Regions from separate parts of the Macaca mulatta genome. Here region 2 is linked to region 1. A link is a contact called in public Hi-C data. All regions are on one chromosome and are shown on one strand. The core of a region is the stretch at or near the end of the contact, and the rest is flanking DNA. Distances in the headings are between cores, read along the strand shown.

The links. A called contact is a pair of places that touch in the nucleus more often than the background predicts.
Region 2: a Hi-C map of fetal cortex germinal zone shows a contact between it and region 1, with 6 times the contacts expected there. The contact joins the promoter of TGFB3 here to the enhancer-like site in region 1. A contact is called at or near these places in 5 of 14 Hi-C or Micro-C datasets (cortical neurons, fetal cortex germinal zone, fetal cortical plate and 2 more).

What each region holds. Positions count from the first base shown.
Region 1 is chr7:148,909,071-148,911,770 of T2T-MMU8v2.0, reverse strand. The region is part of intron 7 of TTLL5 (tubulin tyrosine ligase like 5); the gene reads right to left. Among named protein-coding and RNA genes, the nearest start is that of TTLL5, 40 kb to the right of the region's middle. Within about 2 kb of position 1,325, at least 1 of the 40 cell types and tissues checked has an H3K27ac peak or open chromatin away from gene starts, as enhancers often do. A contact at or near this core is called in fetal cortex germinal zone, where this site is marked.
Region 2 is chr7:149,187,569-149,190,380 of T2T-MMU8v2.0, reverse strand. It overlaps TGFB3 (transforming growth factor beta 3), which reads left to right and starts at 1,488. Exons shown (of 7, transcript NM_001257475.1): 1 at 1,488-2,598. The coding sequence starts at 2,247.

The DNA of each region.
Region 1 (2,700 bases), core at 76-2,575:
AATGGTATGGATTAAGAGTGTCTATGCTGGCATCATCTGGACCTGAGTTACAACCTTGACTCTACCACTTACTAAGGAAATATTAACTACCTCATAGGGTTCATATATGGATTAAAAGAGATTATGTTTAGAAAGGACAGTGGTAGGCTCAATAAACATTAGTTATGATTACTGCAAACTTAACAGAATATATGTGGTTCTAATTACAAAGTCCCACAGTTCAACAGCATTCATCACGACCTGCCACATGCCATTCTACTCAGAGTACTGAGTAGCAGTATTATGAAAATTAAGAGATACATAATAATTAAGATAATTTCTCAAAAGCTTTTAAGGAGTGACAACACAGTAGGTACTCCCGAAATACTTGTTGAGAAATGAGAAAAACAGAGGAAACCTAAGATAAAAACATATAAGCAAACAGAAACAAGAGAGTACAGAATTATATTCACAAATATAGGAGGGACTGGAGTGACCTAACACTCTCCTAATACATGCAAGTCTCAGAGCATGTATCAATACTGTATTTACCATGGATCGTGTGTGAGACAAGGATGACTCAACTTGACTTCCATAATCAAATTCATACCTTATTCAGAAAACATCCATTCTTTCCCCTCCTTGATCTGAATATACTAAATTGGGAAAATACGGCCTTTAGCCATGGTTACTGAAGGAGTGGAGCAAACACAGCTCTGTTCCTTTATGCTGTATTTCTAGAGTTAAAGAGCACATCCTTATGAGACCACATTAGTCAACCAACCGAGATGCTTCCATCTATGGTCCACACTTCTCTTTTCAGTGCTACATAAAAGTGATGCTTTTGCTGTCCTTTATCCTGTTCTCGTAATGGTAAAAGTTGCTATTTGTAGAGAGTTTCCAAAAGGTTATGACTACTATAGGGAAGTTTTAATAAGTGGCCCTCTCACTCCAGTGGGAAGACAGGGGAAGATATTTCCATTTGGCCCTCACACCAACTCCATCCCCACTGCCTAAATCCCTCACTCGCTCGCATTAGTTCTGCCCCCAGACCCTCGCCGCAGCCTTCCCTCTCCTCACTCTCCTGCTCAAATCTAAAAGGAAAGCAGGCAGCAGCCTTGGAAAGAGTTACTTCATCCAGTTGGCTAATGGGTCACATATTCCATGGGAAAGGATCCAGGTATGGAAAAGAGGGGATGGTTATGCCTTTTGTGTAAGCAGAGAGAAGAGTATTAACAACATGGTTTGCAGGTCTGGGTAAAAGGTGGTAAAATTCCAGTTTCGGGGTGAAACGGGAGTATTTTCCCATTATGTCCGCATGTTGCCAGCTCCCCTCATGCCTCCTGGCATCTTCCCAGGCTTCTGTCTGGCACTTCCACTAAATACCTAAAAGAATCAGACTCATTCCAAAGCTTCACAAAGAGGGAGGGGGAAGGCAAAAGGTCCTGCCAAGTACTTTGATCTATGCAGGGGGTCTCAAGGGATTCAGCCCAAGGAGAGGTGGGAGGGAGAAAAAGGCTCTTACACAGCCTGCCAAACACATTCTCTAAAGACATGTCACCCCGTTGAGATTCGGCGTCCAGGGAAGAGTTAGGGCGCAGGGTTCTCGGCTCCACCAAGCAAAGTTTAACTTTTCTATCCTTTATGATGCTAGCTTTAAAATAACAAATCACTAGGGCAAAAGAGCATTCCAAAAGAAAAAAGTCCCAGATGAGCTGGGAATAGATCCTATTCTTTTTGAGTCATGTCTAAGAAAATAAAAAGCAAACTCGTACCATAGCTGACTTTCAACAAATTCCATTTGGCAGCTAAAACCCAAACCCAAACTAGTGCCGTCTATGAGATTCAAACAACACTGGAGCTCCTGGCACAGAGCTGAAGGAAAAGCTGTTGGAGAGGGGCCTTCATCACCAAGGTCAGAGCAGAGACAAGAGGAGACAGAGCCAAGGCATATGACCATGACCTTATGTCACAGGAGACTCAGGGTAAAAGGCCTCCAGAGTGGCCTAGGCCAGGTAACAGAAGTTGCAGCCAATGCCTGAGGCTATAGCAGTTGCTCTACCAAAACCAGATCCTGTATTTATTTGGCATGAAGGATCTGGCCATTATTGTTTATGGTACCGTTTTGAGTCCAGCCTGAATTTAAGGACTTTCCAATGTGAAAGATCACTCAGAAAGTTAAGTTTCTACACATATGGCAAACAGCTCAATGTGAAAAGACAACTGGGGAATTTAAGATGGGGTTCTGGTCCCACATACAACTTATCTACCTACCCCTGCCCTTCCAGAGTTCCAGTGGAAGGATAGAAAGAATATTTTCAAAAGAATGAAATGATATTAAAGCTAGAAAAAAGTAAAAGGAGCCAGAAAAGTCCAAAAGAGATCAAAGTGATCTTCTCAAGGAAGCTCCTGCAAATTTCCAAGCTTGTAGTCAACAAACATGAAGATCAGGGATCAGCCAAGGAATCAGAATCAGATAATTAACAAACAGCATTTAGAACAGTGAGGCCAGTAGACATGTGGGTATAGAAATCTGATAGAGGAGACTGGAACTTGAGGCCACTTTATCCCCAATACACACAAAAAGGAAAAGAAAGGTAGCTCTGACCAAGAGGGAAATCACCTAAATCTTCTTCTACGTTCGCAATATGGCCCACTCCATTTTGGCAAGGTGGAAGGGGCGTGCTCCTCACCACGTCCACATAAAGCAAAGCCTGAGAG
Region 2 (2,812 bases), core at 239-2,738, 280 kb before region 1:
GTGGCCTGGAAGTCAGACCTCTCAGAAAGGGTCCAGGAAGGCTGGAGTGAGATGGGGTGGGAGCGGCACTCACTCTCAGGAAAGTTCAGTTCAGATGCAAGCCCTGTGTTGCGGGTTACCGGGAGCCACGTGCCCTACCCTCCCTCGGCTGCTCGTGGGAAAAGGCCTAGAGGTTCGGGCCGAGAAGAGGAGCGAAAGCAGAGAGCCGACTTCCCCTCACCCATCTGGGAAATGGGCTCGGGCCAACTGCTGACTTCGCGCTCGCTGGCGCAGCTCCCTGCGGAGCCCTCGGCGGGGAGGGAGGCTGAACATCTGGATGACATTTCTGCGAGAGCGGCTCCGGAGCAGCGGCTGGGGAGGGAGAGGTGCGCTCGTGCGCACGTGGGACCGAGAGGGAGGCGATTCCTCGGGGCCCGGGTCTTGTTTTTCTCGCTCTCTACCGCAGCCCCTTCTCCCGCCCCCCAGCCCCAGGCCCCGAGCCTCCCCGGCTCCCGACGAGCCGAGCTCCTTCACTGGCGGCCTCGCCTCGCCAGAGGGCACCCTCGATCTTCCGGAAAACGCCACCATTTTTCACTGCCCCTGGAGCATCTCCAGGCTTCTGCCCGCCTCCCGACTCCGATCTTGTCAATGAAGAATCGGGCCAGGATCGCCGCGGAGCGGACGCTGACCCTCCGACCCGACTCGCAGGCCGGGAGTCCCCTCCGCGAGGCTGGCACGGCCGCCCCTACCGGGTCCCGCGCCCTTTGCGGACCCTGCCCCGGGTCGGGCCTGGCCCGGGGGCGACCCCGGGACCGGGGGACCACGAGGGAGAGTAGACGCCGGCCGCGGACGGCGCGGACTGACAGCTGGCGAGAGGGCGCTGGGGCTGGGGGAAATGGAGGGAGGGGGCTCATCGGAGTAACTTTCCAGAAAAACAGCCAACGTGTAGCAGGAGTGATTCCAAGAGGGGAAAAAAAGTTCAGCTACCACGTCGAACGAGAGGACTCGCAACGTATTTTTCAAATGGGCTCGGCTTTTCCTGTGCCTGTTTAAAACATTAACATCGTGCAGCAAAAGAGGCTGCGTGCGCTGGTCCCTCCCTCCCCCACCCCAGGCCAGAGACGTCATGGGAGGGAGGTATAAAATTTCAGCAGAGAGAAATAGAGAAAGCAGTGTGTGTGCATGTGTGTGTGTGAGAGAGGGAGAGGAGCGAGAGGGAGAGGGAGAGAGAGAAAGGGAGGGAAGCAGAGAGTCAAGTCCAAGGGAATGAGCGAGAGAGGCAGAGACAGGGGAAGAGGCGTGCGAGAGAAGGAATAACAGCTTTCCGGAGCAGGCGTGCCGTGAACTGGCTTCTATTTTATTTTATTTTTCTCCTTTTTATTTTTTAAAGAGAAGCAGGGGACAGAAGCAATGGCCGAGGCAGAAGACAAGCCGAGGTGCTGGTGACCCTGGGCGTCTGAGTGGATGATTGAGGCTGCTGCGCTCAGAGGCCTGCCTCCCTGCCTTCCAATGCACATAACCCCACACCCCAGCCAATGAAGACGAGAGGCAGCGTGAACAAAGTCATTTAGAAAGCCCCCGAGGAAGTGTAAACAAAAGAGAAAGCATGAATGGAGTGCCTGAGAGACAAGTGTGTCCTGTACTGCCCCCACCTTTAGCTGGGCCAGCAACTGCGCGGCCCTGCCTCTCCCCACCTACTCACTGGTGATCTGACTTTTTTTTTTTTTTAACCTTTTTTTTCCCCCTTTTCTTTTCCATTCTCTTTTCTTATTTTCCTTCAAGGCAAGGCAAGGATTTTGATTTTGGGACCCAGCCATGGTCCTTCTGCTCCTTCTTTAAAATACCCACTTTCTCCCCATCGCCAAGCGGCGTTTGGCAATATCAGATATCCGCTCTATTTATTTTTACCTAAGGAAAAACTCCAGCTCCCTTCCCACTCCCAGCTGCCTTGCCACCCCTCCCAGCCCTCTGGTTGCCCTCCACCTGGCCTGCTGGGAGTCAGAGCCCAGCAAAACCTGTTTAGACACATGGACAAGAATCCCAGCACTACAAGGCACACAGTCCGCTTCTTCGTCCTCAGGGTTGCCAGCGCTTCCTGGAAGTCCTGAAGCTCTCGCAGTGCAGTGAGTTCATGCACCTTCTTGCCAAGCCTCAGTCTTTGGGATCTGGGGAGGCCGCCTGGTTTTCCTCCCTCCTTCTGCACGTCTGCTGGGGTCTCTTCCTCTCCAGGCCTCGCCGTCCCCCTGGCCTCTCTTCCCAGCTCACACATGAAGATGCACTTGCAAAGGGCTCTGGTGGTCCTGGCCCTGCTGAACTTTGCCTCGGTCAGCCTCTCTCTGTCCACTTGCACCACCTTGGACTTCGGCCACATCAAGAAGAAGAGGGTGGAAGCCATTAGGGGACAGATCTTGAGCAAGCTCAGGCTCACCAGCCCCCCTGAGCCAACGGTGATGACCCACGTCCCCTATCAGGTCCTGGCCCTTTACAACAGCACCCGGGAGCTGCTGGAGGAGATGCATGGGGAGAGGGAGGAAGGCTGCACCCAGGAAAACACCGAGTCGGAATACTATGCCAAAGAAATCCATAAATTCGACATGATCCAGGGGCTGGCGGAGCACAGTAAGTCCAAATTCTCGCTGGGGTGTCTGCTCTGGAGGGTCTGAACTGGAGCTGGGAGCTCTGCAGAGCGGGGCCTAGTGCTGGCCACACAGCAGGGTGCCCCAGGATTCACTAGCACCAAGGCTCAGGAGGTGCGATGCTCCTCCGTTGGGGCTGGGGAGGTGGGTGGGGAAGGACATAGAGCCATTCTGTTAAGAGCCGGTGCTTCTGGGAG